Regions from separate parts of the Mus musculus genome. Here all the other regions are linked to region 1. The links are chromatin contacts, called in public promoter capture Hi-C maps. All regions are on one chromosome and are shown on one strand. The core of a region is the stretch at or near the end of the contact, and the rest is flanking DNA. Distances in the headings are between cores, read along the strand shown. Region 1 holds the start of Pold1 (polymerase (DNA directed), delta 1, catalytic subunit). Region 2 holds the start of Siglecg (sialic acid binding Ig-like lectin G). Region 3 holds the start of Zfp715 (zinc finger protein 715).

Evidence for each region. Promoter capture Hi-C pulls out the DNA fragments that hold promoters and counts their contacts.
Region 2: a promoter capture Hi-C map of pre-B cells shows a contact between it and region 1. The contact joins the promoter of Siglecg here to the promoter of Pold1 in region 1. A contact is called at or near these places in 1 of 39 promoter capture datasets (pre-B cells) and 1 of 115 datasets of contacts at active chromatin or transcription factors (large pre-B cells).
Region 3: a promoter capture Hi-C map of pre-B cells shows a contact between it and region 1, with 3 times the contacts expected there. The contact joins the promoter of Zfp715 here to the promoter of Pold1 in region 1. A contact is called at or near these places in 3 of 39 promoter capture datasets (the C10 cell line, liver and pre-B cells) and 1 of 9 other capture datasets (adipose tissue).

Annotation. Positions count from the first base shown.
Region 1 is chr7:44,546,301-44,550,365 of GRCm38.p6, forward strand. Pold1 (polymerase (DNA directed), delta 1, catalytic subunit) reads right to left here and starts at 2,515. Exons shown (of 27, transcript NM_011131.3): 1 at 2,455-2,515. It overlaps Nr1h2 (nuclear receptor subfamily 1, group H, member 2), which reads right to left. Exons shown (of 10, transcript NM_001285517.1): 9 at 4,000-4,065; 10 at 3,316-3,831. The coding sequence ends at 3,685.
Region 2 is chr7:43,405,755-43,409,708 of GRCm38.p6, forward strand. Siglecg (sialic acid binding Ig-like lectin G) reads left to right here and starts at 2,526. Exons shown (of 12, transcript NM_172900.3): 1 at 2,526-2,616; 2 at 2,752-2,845; 3 at 2,977-3,354; 4 at 3,489-3,767. The coding sequence starts at 2,806.
Region 3 is chr7:43,311,329-43,315,484 of GRCm38.p6, forward strand. Zfp715 (zinc finger protein 715) reads right to left here and starts at 1,972. Exons shown (of 5, transcript NM_027264.4): 1 at 1,776-1,972.

The DNA of each region.
Region 1 (4,065 bases), core at 1,265-3,764:
ATGTTCTGGATGGAGTTTGCCTCCCACACACTTGTGCAGTTGACTAAATAGAAATCACACCTCAGTCAAAAACCACAGGTGTTAAAAGCTGCAAGCAATTCCTTATGCAAGGGTTGACCCTAATAGGTCAGGGCACATGAAGAACCTGATTTTACAAGGTTATTTCCGGTACCATTGTTTAAAATCTCTAAGGACTGGAAACCACCTAAATGTCCTCCCCAGGGGGACAGTTTCAAGAGTCCCTTAGTACTATTCAATGGAGTACTATGCAGCTGTATAAAGAAATGAGGAAGCCATACGATAATGTGAAAGGTCTCAAAGAGGCTTTGTCTCTAGTAGGTAAATCAAGGCGTGGAATGGCCTGCTTCTACTTTTGTTTTATATTTTAAAAAAGACAAAGACATCTAAAGAAAGGATTATCCTGCGGCTAGTTACCTGGGAAGCCTAGATGGGAGGATCGTGAGTTCAAGCTTAGCCCCACACTGTATTGCAAGATCAGATTTTAAAAAGCTGGGGGGTAAGGCTCTGTGTTTGGAGTAGGGACTGCAGGTGCCCTGCCAGTCTCCTAAGTATAGGAGAAGCCAGTCAAGGAAAGGCAGGCAGGACCTGCACTGCCCCATGTCGAGCTGGCAGATCAGGTCCCTGTGCTGATGCAAGCAGATGCTGCTTTTAGGGGACCCTGGGTAGGGTGCTGGTGGTGAAATATCATGCCAGCTACAACTTCCAAACAGTTCAACCAAACACACAAGTTCACGCGCTGCACTAATAAAGCTGCAGGACACCACTGAGGACCACTGACATGGGGACATGGCTTTGCACTGCACAGAAAATGAGCATCCCTCCATCACCAGGTCAGGAAGCATGCGCGCGCGCGCGCGCACACACACACACACACACACACACACACACACACAGCTCCGGAAGGAGGCGGGGGAAGCAGTGGAGCTGGCTCCCACAGACCAGAGTGGGAAGGCGGTGCTATGACAAACAGTAGCTTCGCCAGTAAGTCACTCACAACATACCTCCCAGATATAAGCCAATCCATACTGGATCTGCCATTACCCATAATCCAAGCTGTATGCCTCAAAGGCAAATTCAAAGCCAAGTCTGAGCTAGAAAGCCTGAGTCTCAAAAGCCAGTAGAGGTCTGGGGGTTTAACTCAGCAGGGCTCAATACTGAGTCCCACCCCAACCCCTCACTGAGGGATTCTAGGCTGTACCACTAACTACATCCTGGCTCTCTTATTCATTTTGAGACATCATCTCACCAAGCTGCCCTAGCAGGCTTAGAACATGCCATCCTCCTGCCTCCAAAGGCTGAACAATTGTTTCATGTCACCTCTCCCAGGGCTGCCAGATCCAAGGATTCCTGTACCTCTCCTGGAGGGGTGGCCCCTTAAGCTCCTCCACTCCCACAAACTGCTTCTGTCACCTCAGTCTCCCCTTTTCCCGGACAGGGATGTTCTTGGAGGCACAACGTTCCCATTCCCCTCAGGACAGTCAGACCCAGGTGCAAGCCCCACTCGCTAGAGGGATGCTCTCTGAAGCTGCAGCATCCTGCAGGACAGCTGTCTTCACTCCCACTCCCGCTGTGGTGATGGTGGCACACTAAAACAGTAACCATTCATTTTCCCCAGGGTACCTCACACACTGCCAGCTTCACACCTGGCTCCTCCCCTGGGACCCTGCAGTGACAGTTGCTCTGGGACTGTGGGATATGTCTCACCTCCCCCACCAAACACCAAACTGGGTAAGCAGACTGTCCCATCTAGTATCAATTTGCTTGTTCTATTTAGTATATAAAGCATCACATGGGGCCCGATGTGACAGCGGAATGGATATTTGAGCTTGTTGGCCAAGCTGAACAGCCTGAGTTAGATCTTAGGGAATCCACATAGCGGAAAGAGACAACGCCACAAAGTTGTCCTCAGATCTCCACGTGCGCATCATAGCGCACGCACTAAGAAAAAAAGAAAAGGCTCTAAGGCATTACTTTTCCTCCCATTCCTACTTTTTAAAAAAAATTTGGGGTTTTGAGGCAGGGTTTCTCTTGTGTATCCCTGGTTATCCTGGATCTCACTCTGTAAACTAAACTAGCCTCAAACTCGGAGATCCGCTTGTCTCTGCCTCACGAGTGCGGGGGATAAAAGTGCGCCACTATTCCCGGCTCATTCCTACTTCTTGCTGGACTTTCTGATACCGTCGCCTTGTCTCTCGAACAGCGGAACAGGCACCAACGCCCTGCACCTCCGGCCCCTCCCTCCTGGCTAGCGTGCACGCCGCTGAGCCCACACCCGGACAGTCCAGCGCACCCCAGGTCCTAAGCTCCAGGGGATCTGTCCTTTGCATTGCCAGCCTTGCTCTATCCTTCCCCCAGCTGCAGACATTCTGCGAGCACTCTGCTCGAGGCGTCAGCTGCGCGACCGAGCGCCCCATACTCTTCTTCCTTACTTACCGCCTCAAACAGCTTTTCCCGCCACAAGATACGCCGCCGTGACCCCTGAACCCTCTGCGCGCAGGCCCAGAGCTGCGGCGCGCCCGCTGGGTCCCGCCCCTAGCCCGCTTGGGCGATCAAACCACGTCCCACTCTGGAGGACCCACAACCACGCCTCTCGCAAGTGGCCCCGCCCCATGACGCTAACGGAACAAGGACACGCCCCCAGCATCCTGGCTCTTAGGGGTTTGGCCTGCGGTCCCCGAGCGCCCACTGCAGGAGCGTTAGAAGACTGCCACAGTGGATGCTACCCTGATGCTTTGCTAGAAGCAAGCTTCTTTTCTGTTTTCCTCAGAGTCCCTACACGCCCAGGTTCTTGTATAACTTCTGTTGCCCCACAAATCATTTCCTGACTTATGACACTCATGGCCAGATGCAGTCCTCAGCTTTTGAAAACCTGGCCCTAAGAAGTGTTCTTTTGGGCTGGTGAGATGGCTCAGTGGGTAAGAGCACCCGACTGCTCTTCCAAAGGTCCGGAGTTCAAATCCCAGCAACCACATGGTGGCTCACAACCACCCATAATGAGATCTGATGCCCTCTTCTGGTGTGTCTGAAGACAGCTACAGTGTACTTACATATAATAATAAAATAAATAAAATTAAAAAAAAAAAAAAAAAAAAAAAGAAGTGTTCTTTTGAGACCCTCCTCTTAAAGTTCCTCTCCTTTTCCACTGGCCTCCATCCGCCTTAGTGTCTCAAACTATGCTGTATGAAGATAACCTGTCTTCGGCGGAGCGACCCCTACCCCTGTGGCCTGAACCTAGACCAAGCGCAGTCACCTGGGCAGAGAGATGGCCCACCCTCTCCACACTGGGCTCAGGAATGGCTTGTACTCAAACTTTATTTTTGTTTTTTTATTAAATAAAAGGGGCAGAAGAGAGGGCCTGTGGTCTCCCAACTGTGGGGGGCCACCTGCCCTAACCTCTCTCCACTCAAGGTGCATGGTGTGGTAGGCTGAGGTGTAAGCGTGGGTGGGAGGGCAGCTGGGAACGGTCAGAGGCTAGGACCTGTGACCCTCACCACTCTTGGAAGACTCAATGGGTGGGGTGGGGCCTTCTAGTGCCAACTGCCGCTGAGTTTGAGGCTGAGCCCGAGGGACTGGGCCGTGACAATGTCCTCCCACCCCAGGAGGAGAGGTGAAGAGTCCATCTTCAAGAAGACACCACCAAGGCTGGGGCACTTGTGGCTGCCCCTACTCGTGCACATCCCAGATCTCGGACAGCAAGGGCGGCAGCTTCTTGTCCTGGAGTCGCAATGCAAAGACCTGCTCCGAGTGCACGGAGCTGAGGGTGCGCAGGCTCACCAGCTTCATGAGCATGCGTGGGAAGCGGAGCTGGTCCTGCAGGGAGAGGAGGCAAGTCGGTCCTGCTGGGGCCCTGTCCTGCAAAGCCAGCTTTGTCTGGAAAGCCAGCACCCTGAGTGGTCAGGCCCCAGGCTCAGTGTGCCCAACATGTGCCACTGGACCCCAATACTGAGACTGCTCATATACAACAGGCAGCTCCCGTACCTGTGGGCGCTTGATCCTCGTGTAGGAGAGGAGCGCCTCCACGTAGGGCTGCTGCAGGGCCTCCAC
Region 2 (3,954 bases), core at 1,276-3,775, 1.1 Mb before region 1:
CAGAATGGAAAATTGCCTCTCTCTTTAGAACACCCTATGCTCTAATGAGCTCCTCCAGGAGGTGGAGGAGTTTATCTGCTATGTAATGTGGGAGAAGGATGGGGAACACTAGAGGATATTTGGAGGTAAATAGTAGTGGATAGATACGATCAGTGTACATTGTATAAATATATGATTTTTCCAAATAATCAAAAATTATTATTTTTCAAATAGTTAAAAGATTATTTTTACAGGGATACAGGCAGGAAATCTGATGGTCACTTCCTCCATGACATCTCTTTGTGACTTCCTTCTACCCAGAATGACCACTCCTTCCATAAGGTCTGTCCATGAATGCTTACCCTTGCGCCCCCAGATTATAAGGTTTTGAATTTTACAAGTTCTTCATTTATCAAGCCAGAGAGCCCTGAGGTCATACACCTTGTGGAATTCACCGTTGTACTTCTTTCCCATGAAGCATTGTGCCTGGTCCATGGATGCATAGAGGCAGATAATGAGCACAAGTTTTGGCATGACTCAAAGAGTCATTTTGGGACTGACAAGTAAGGGAAGCTAGAGAGATGGCTCAGAGGTTAAAAGCTCATAGTGTTCTAGAATTTAGTTCCCAGGCACCTCGCAACTGCCTGTAACTACAGCTCCAGAGGATCCAACACATCTGGCTTCCAAGGGCAGCTACACTTATATGCACGAACACACACACACACACACACACACACACACACACACACACGACAAGTAAAAGTAAAAAAAGAGCAGTTAAGAGGGCAGCATCTTGGAGAAGATGTTGCTGTAAGCAGATCCTGAAGGCGGAAGCATTTTGACTCACAGGTCAGAGAGTACAGTCCACTACGATAAGAAAAGCATGGTATGGAGACCAACTGGCTTCTTTCTATGTTGAGAGCATGAGGCAGCTGGCCATAACTCAAGGGGTGGGAAGGAGTCAGGGCAGAGTGTTAGCCCTCAGAGGTCTCCCCACACACATACAGTGACCCACCTCTGTTAACTTTCACTCCCAAACCAAAGGTTCTATGAGCTTGTGGTGGCGCACGCCTTTAATCCCAGCACTTGGGAGGCAGAGACAGGCGGATTTCTGAGTTCGAGGCCAGCCTGGTCTACAAAGTGAGCTCCAGGACAGCTAGGGCTATACAGAGAAACCCTGTCTCAAAAAAACCAAAAAAAAAAAAAAAAAAAGAAGCACCACAGTGAGTCAAGCTTCAAACACAGGAGCCTGTGGGAAACTTGAAGACAGACACACAGACACACCCACAGACAGACAGACACACACACACACACACACACATACACATACAGACACACACATACACATACAGACACACACAGACACATACAGACACACACAGACACACACACAGACACACATACAGACACACATACAGACACGTACACACAGACACACACACATACACATACAGACACAGACACGTACACACAGACACACACACACAGACACACACACAGACACACAGACACACAGACACACAGACACATACACACAGACACACACAGACAGACACACAGACACATACACACAGACACACAGACACATACACACAGACACACACAGACAGACACACAGACACATACACACAGACACACAGACACATACACACAGACACATACACACAGACACACAGACACACAGACACATACACACAGACACATACACACAGACACATACACACAGACACATACACACAGACACAGACAGACAGACACACACACACACATACACACAGACACATACACACAGACACACACAGACAGACAGACACACAGACACATACACACAGACAGACACACAGACACATACACACAGACACACACAGACAGACAGACACACACACAGACACACAGACACATACACACAGACACACACAGACAGACAGACACACACACATACACACCTTGCACCCTTTAGGTTGCTTGGTTCCTAGTAACATCGTCAGCCCCAGATATGGGAAACCTCATCAACGCATAAATTACAAGTGGGAAATTCAGTTCTCTGACTGAAGAGGAAGGACAAGCGGGGAACTGTGTTGAATTGTATTGAAGCCTGTGGGTACTTTTAGAGTTCAAAGTGTCAGTAGCTCACAAGGGAGGATGAAGGGGTAGAAGACCAGTCTATATTTTTCTGATTTAGCATGAAGCAAAGAAAAAAAAAAAGCATAGTGAGAAATATCCAGTTACATTTGAACATCATACAAACCAAGCTTTTTCATCTTTTCCTCCTCCTTTTCTTTCCCCCCTCTTCTTCCTCCTCTTCTAAGTGTAAATAGTACTCACAAAGTATTTGAGACATTTCATACCAAGAAATATAGTGACTACCTATTTGTTTTTAAATTTGAACATCAGCCAGGAGGTCTCGCTCTCCTGCACTCACCAGGACTCACTTCAAGAAGCACCACCCAAAACTCTTACTTCTGCTTTCTTACTGACCTAGCATCTAAAGAAAAGCCCCAACCTATATTCACCCACAGCAAGGTCCCCAGGCCAGGCATAGCTCTGTTCCCTCCCTCCCAGCCACTAGAGAGGGCTGGGAAGGATCAGTTGCAAATGTCCAAGGGCCAAATGCTCCATAAAACATGGAGTAGGCAGGTGGGTATGGGGGAGAAGGGAGTGGAGGGAAAGGGAGATGCAATGGGCTCGAAACTTGCAGTTTGTCTTGCACCGGTACCCAGGGCTCAGCTTCCGCCTACATTTCCCCTCCTCTCTCACTCCAATCAAACACAGACCAGCTGAGAAGGAGGCCAACTTGTGCAAGTCCAAGATCCCCCTAAGGCCACGATGTCACTGCTGCTGTTCCTGCTGTCCTTCCTGTTGGATGGTGAGTGGGTCCAAGGCCAGAGTGGCTCAAATTGGGGCTGGGGCTGGGGCTGGGGCTGGGGCTGGGGCTGGGGCTGGGGCTGGGGCTGGGGCTGGGGCTGGGGCTAAAGCTTATGCCTCTGTCTCCGACAGGGCCTCAAGGTCAGATGGAGAGCTACTTCCTACAGGTGCAGAGAATTGTGAAGGCACAGGAGGGTCTGTGCATCTTCGTGCCCTGCTCCTTCTCCTCCCCTGAGGGAAAATGGCTTAACCGTTCCCCACTTTATGGCTACTGGTTCAAAGGCATCAGAAAACCATCACTTTCATTTCCAGTGGCCACAAATAACAAAGATAAAGTGTTAGAATGGGAAGCCCGAGGGCGCTTCCAGCTCTTGGGGGATATCTCTAAAAAGAACTGTTCCTTGCTAATCAAAGATGTTCAGTGGGGAGACTCAACAAACTATTTCTTCCGGATGGAGAGAGGATTTGAGAGATTCAGTTTCAAGGAGGAGTTCAGGCTACAAGTGGAAGGTAAGAGTTGTAGACATAGCAGGGAACCTTGGTCTCTCACTGGGGGAGGGACAGTGGAAGATAAACTGTGATGCAAAGAAGACTACTTCTGGGAGGAGCCGCTGGAGTCACAGGATTGGTATCCTCTCCCTTAGCCCTGACTCAGAAGCCAGATATCTTCATTCCTGAGGTCCTGGAGCCTGGGGAGCCAGTGACCGTTGTCTGCTTGTTTTCCTGGACCTTCAACCAATGCCCAGCTCCTTCTTTCTCCTGGATGGGGGATGCTGTCTCCTTCCAAGAAAGCAGACCGCACACATCCAATTACTCAGTTCTGAGCTTTATCCCAGGACTTCAACACCATGATACTGAGCTCACATGTCAGCTGGACTTCTCTAGAATGAGCACACAAAGGACTGTCCGACTAAGAGTGGCCTGTGAGTATGGTATGGTGCTTTGGGCTGTCCTGGTGGTAGGAGGTAGAGAATTCCCCAACTCCATGCTCAGGAGGGTTCACGGAGGTGTGGTGGGGATGTCATTTAGTTGGTAGAGTGCTTGCCCAGCATGCACGAGGCCCTGGGTTCCATCCTCAGCAGCACATATACGGGAGGTGGTGGTTGCACA
Region 3 (4,156 bases), core at 722-3,221, 1.2 Mb before region 1:
ATACATAAAAGCCCTGCTCTTGTTATTAGTCTGGGTTCTAAAACAAACAACAAAAGAAAACAAACAAAAAATTAAAAAACCATCCATTAGGAAGGAAGGACACACTGCAGCACTCACATGTTAACTAGTAGAAAACCAATGTGCTAACTAACTTAGTCATTACAAAATGAGTACATAGGTGCTTATTGTAGGGATCCAGAATGCCATGCTAGGGAAGGCTCACTAAGCCCTCAGCACCTGCCTGAAAGGAAGTAAAATACTTACAAAAAATCAGTACGTTGCCAACTTAATTTTGATTGCATTTCAAACAAACTTTTTAGCTACACATATGCATTACTACTCTGCTTGATTTGCTCGTAGGTCACTAAATAGAAGAACAGGGGTACATATTCGAGCTGTTTTCATTCTAAGGAACACCCTGGCCACCATATCTATGCAGTCCCTTCTGTAGTCAGCATCTAAAAACAGCATTCCTGTTTCCTGTTGCACAAAGCGCTCAGGATGACAGCCAATTTTGATTGTAGCGTGAGTTTCTAGACATTTCCCCGTCTACACAGACACATTAAGAAAAACAGGCTTATCCAATCCTCACTCCCCCACTCCATGTCTGTCTGTGTGCCCCCTCCCCCGCTCCCATGTGTAAGTGTGTGTGTGTGTGTGTGTGTGTCTGTATTTGAGACAAGGTCTATTATTTAGCTCTGGCTATCCTGAACTTGCTATGTAGACCAGGCTAGCCTTTAACTTTCACTGCCTGGGCCCCATTAGTGCTGGGATTTAAAGATATGAGCTACTTACTCCTCTCAGACCAATACACAGTTTTTTAAGCACTCCAAATCAACACAAACATTAGGGTACAAATAAAACGGCCCAATATTATTTTGGTCAACTGCCAACCAGTGATCTTTAACGTCTGTATAGGATCCCAAAGACAGGCAAGCACTGATGCACATAATGTCCAAAGGATTCCCAAGTATGACTCTAATGTGCCCCAAAGAGTGAAAGTGTTTTTAATATTTGGGATCATTCCTTCAATAATGCTGGTCATCCAGAGGTAGGAACGAATTAGTTGGAAAAGGAGACCCAAAAGCAGCCCATAAAACAAGATTCCCTACTTTTACGGACCTTAGAAGAAATCTCTTGAGCTCAGCAGCCTAGATAACTAGGCAGCATGCAAAGCGTGGGACCCCCTCCCTCCCTCCCTCTCTCCCTCCCTCATCCGTGAGAGCCTGAGCACTCGCAGTTCCGACACCTGTGGTCTTGACACTTGCTACTTTGGTCAAGCCGACGGGATTTTCTTCACATAGTGCTAACCGGAATCAAGCCACAGTCACTGGCCACGCCAACACTAACGACCAGAGTCGCCCTCACAAGCATCCCACTCCCGCCCTAGGCTCCATCGCTGCCTCTGCTGACCCCTACGCCAATCACGGCTTGAGTGGGGCACAGGCCACCTCAAAGTCTTCGCCCTTAAGCTCCCGACTCCCACCCGGGGACCCGCTGCGTGCAGCGCCCACTCACTGAGTCCCGCCCCCTAATGGCCTCAGCTGACAACTTTCATGGACGACTGCGTGAAAACCCACAGGAGAGCACATTGGGAAGTGACAAAACACCCAAGATACGGGAAACCCTCGGGAACAGGGTGAAAGCGCACCACGCGACCCCCACCCCATCTGACGAGCCCCGGCAGCCGCCTCAGCCCAGTCCTTCAGCACAAACCAGCGCTCGGCACAGCACTGCGTCCTCCCACCCCCTGCGCCGCCGCCGCCGCCACTCACCTCACACTGCCCGGCCGAGAGCTCTGCACACGGCACGCCTGACGGCGACTTCCGCCCACGGAAGCCGAAGAGTCCCGGATGGAAAAGTTCCAAACCACCTCGCGGACCCGCCAGCGAAGTAACACTCGAATGACTACAACATTTAAGGTTTCACGGCCACTCTATTTCCGGTGTCTTTTAGATTTCCGGCAGGACATGTCCACGCCCAGTAGAATAATGCGCATGCCCACTAACACTTTTGACCCGAGTGTGCCTGCCAGCAGTCAGCATGGCAGACCGGGTGGTTCCAGTTTCCTTGGAAACTGTGGTGGCGGCGTGAGTGAGCTCCGGACGTTGGAGGCCACCATCCAGGAACTTTGATTCCATGTGGGCGGGCAGCTAAATGCAACGCCTTTGAGTGGAAGTCTGAAAGCTGTCTCCCATATGGTGTGACAGGCCTGGCAGGAATATGATAGTCTAAAGAGACATTCTGTGCCCCTTCCTCTACAGACTATTGAGACAATGGAACACAGAAATAGAAATTCCATGATGGGAGAAAGGATGTGCTGAAGCCAGGAGGCAGTCAGAGCAGGGACTTGTCACAGGAAAACAGATTTCACACCGTTCTGACAACTTCCTAGACCACTTTGCAGGACAGACTTCAGTCGGAGACAATGATAGCGAGGGGCCACAAACTAAGATTGCTTGGTAAGACTGCTTAGTTACATACCTCTTGCTTTCTATTTAAACCTAATTCTGCAGGGGAGAAGGGATGATATGATAGAGAGGTAGCTTAACAGGTAAGTGCCCAAACTGCTCTTAAGGGCTCAATTCCAGCACTCACACGTCAGCTCACAACTATCTGTAACTCCTGTTCCAAGCGGACGCTCTCTTCTGACCTCCAAAGACACCGAGCACACTAGTGGTACACAGACACTCGTGCAGATAAAACACCCATACACATAAAATAAAAATTTATATCTTGCCCAGTGGAGATGGTACACGTCTTTAGTCCCAACACTCTGTAGAGAGAGTCAGGCAGACCTCTGAGTTCAAGGCCAGCCTAGTCTATAGAGAAAGTTCCAGGACAGCCAGGAGAAATCCTGCCAAAAAAAAAAAAAAAAGAATTAAATCTTGATCAAGAAGTTGGCTCATACCTTTAATTCCAGTACTCTGGAGGCAGAGGAAGGCAGATCTCTGAGTCTGAGGCCAACCTGGGCTACATAACTGAATATAATCTCATAGCTCCCATTTTGCTATTGTGGAAAGATAAACTAGGCAAGATAGATCTCCATTGTTTTAAAATTGTATTTTCCTAAATTATGCAAGCTTTTGAGAAAGAAAAAAAAAAAAACCTTTAATGGGTTAACAGAAACTTTCGATTTCCAAGACAGAAAGCATCTGGGAATATCTAAAGACTTTTTTTTTAAGGTTTCTTTCTTTATTTTATGTATATGAGTATACTGTAGCTGTATTGATGGTTGTGAGCCACCATGTGGTTGCTGGGAGTTTGATTTTAGGACCTCTGCTCACTCTGGTTGACCTCCAGCTCCGCCCCTGCTCACTCCCACTTAAAGATTTATTTATTATTGTATGTAAGTACACTGTAGCTGTCTTCAGACACACCAAAAGAGGACGTCAGGTCTCATTACGGATGATTGTGAGCCACCATGTGGTTGCTGGAATTTGAACTCAGGACCTTCGGAAAAAGCAGTCAGTGCTCTTAACCGCTGAGCCATCTCTCCAGCCCAAGACTTTATTTATTTTATTTTTTTTAATTTTCTTAGGCTTGGTATAGTAATACTGGGCCTCTTGTTCCTAACCTCAAGGTGGATAAATTAAATACTTCTCCTTTATCTGTTTGTTTCCCTATTTGTCTCTTTAATTGGTCAGATTCCAACTTGGTTGGGCTTTCAGGACCCAGGCTATAACAATTGTCAGTGACTTATCTTTGGCACTCAGGCCTTCTGGTTTGTAGGCAAGCACTTTTACCCACTAGACAAACTCATTACCCACTTACCCACTTTCTCTTTCTTTCTTTGTCCCTCCCTCCTTCCTTTCCTTTCTTTCTTTCTTTCTTTCTTTCTTTCTGTTCCCATTTTCCAGTTTTTTCTTTTCTTTACTTTTTTTTTTTTTAAATGACAGGGCTTCTTTGTATTCTGGGCTGGACTTAAATTCTCCATTTATCTGTGTTGACCTCACAAGTGTTTCCATTACAGTCTTGTGTCACAGTAAGACCCCCTTTCGGGGACCCCTACTCTAGTCTCAGGAGTGAGAGAGCGCACCCAAAGAAACATGAGAATCCCTTCTGCTGTAAACACATGAGGCAGTTTAATGACGGAGCTCCGGACCGACATGCATCTCACACAGGAGATAACGGATGCCGGCCACAAGGCTCGAAA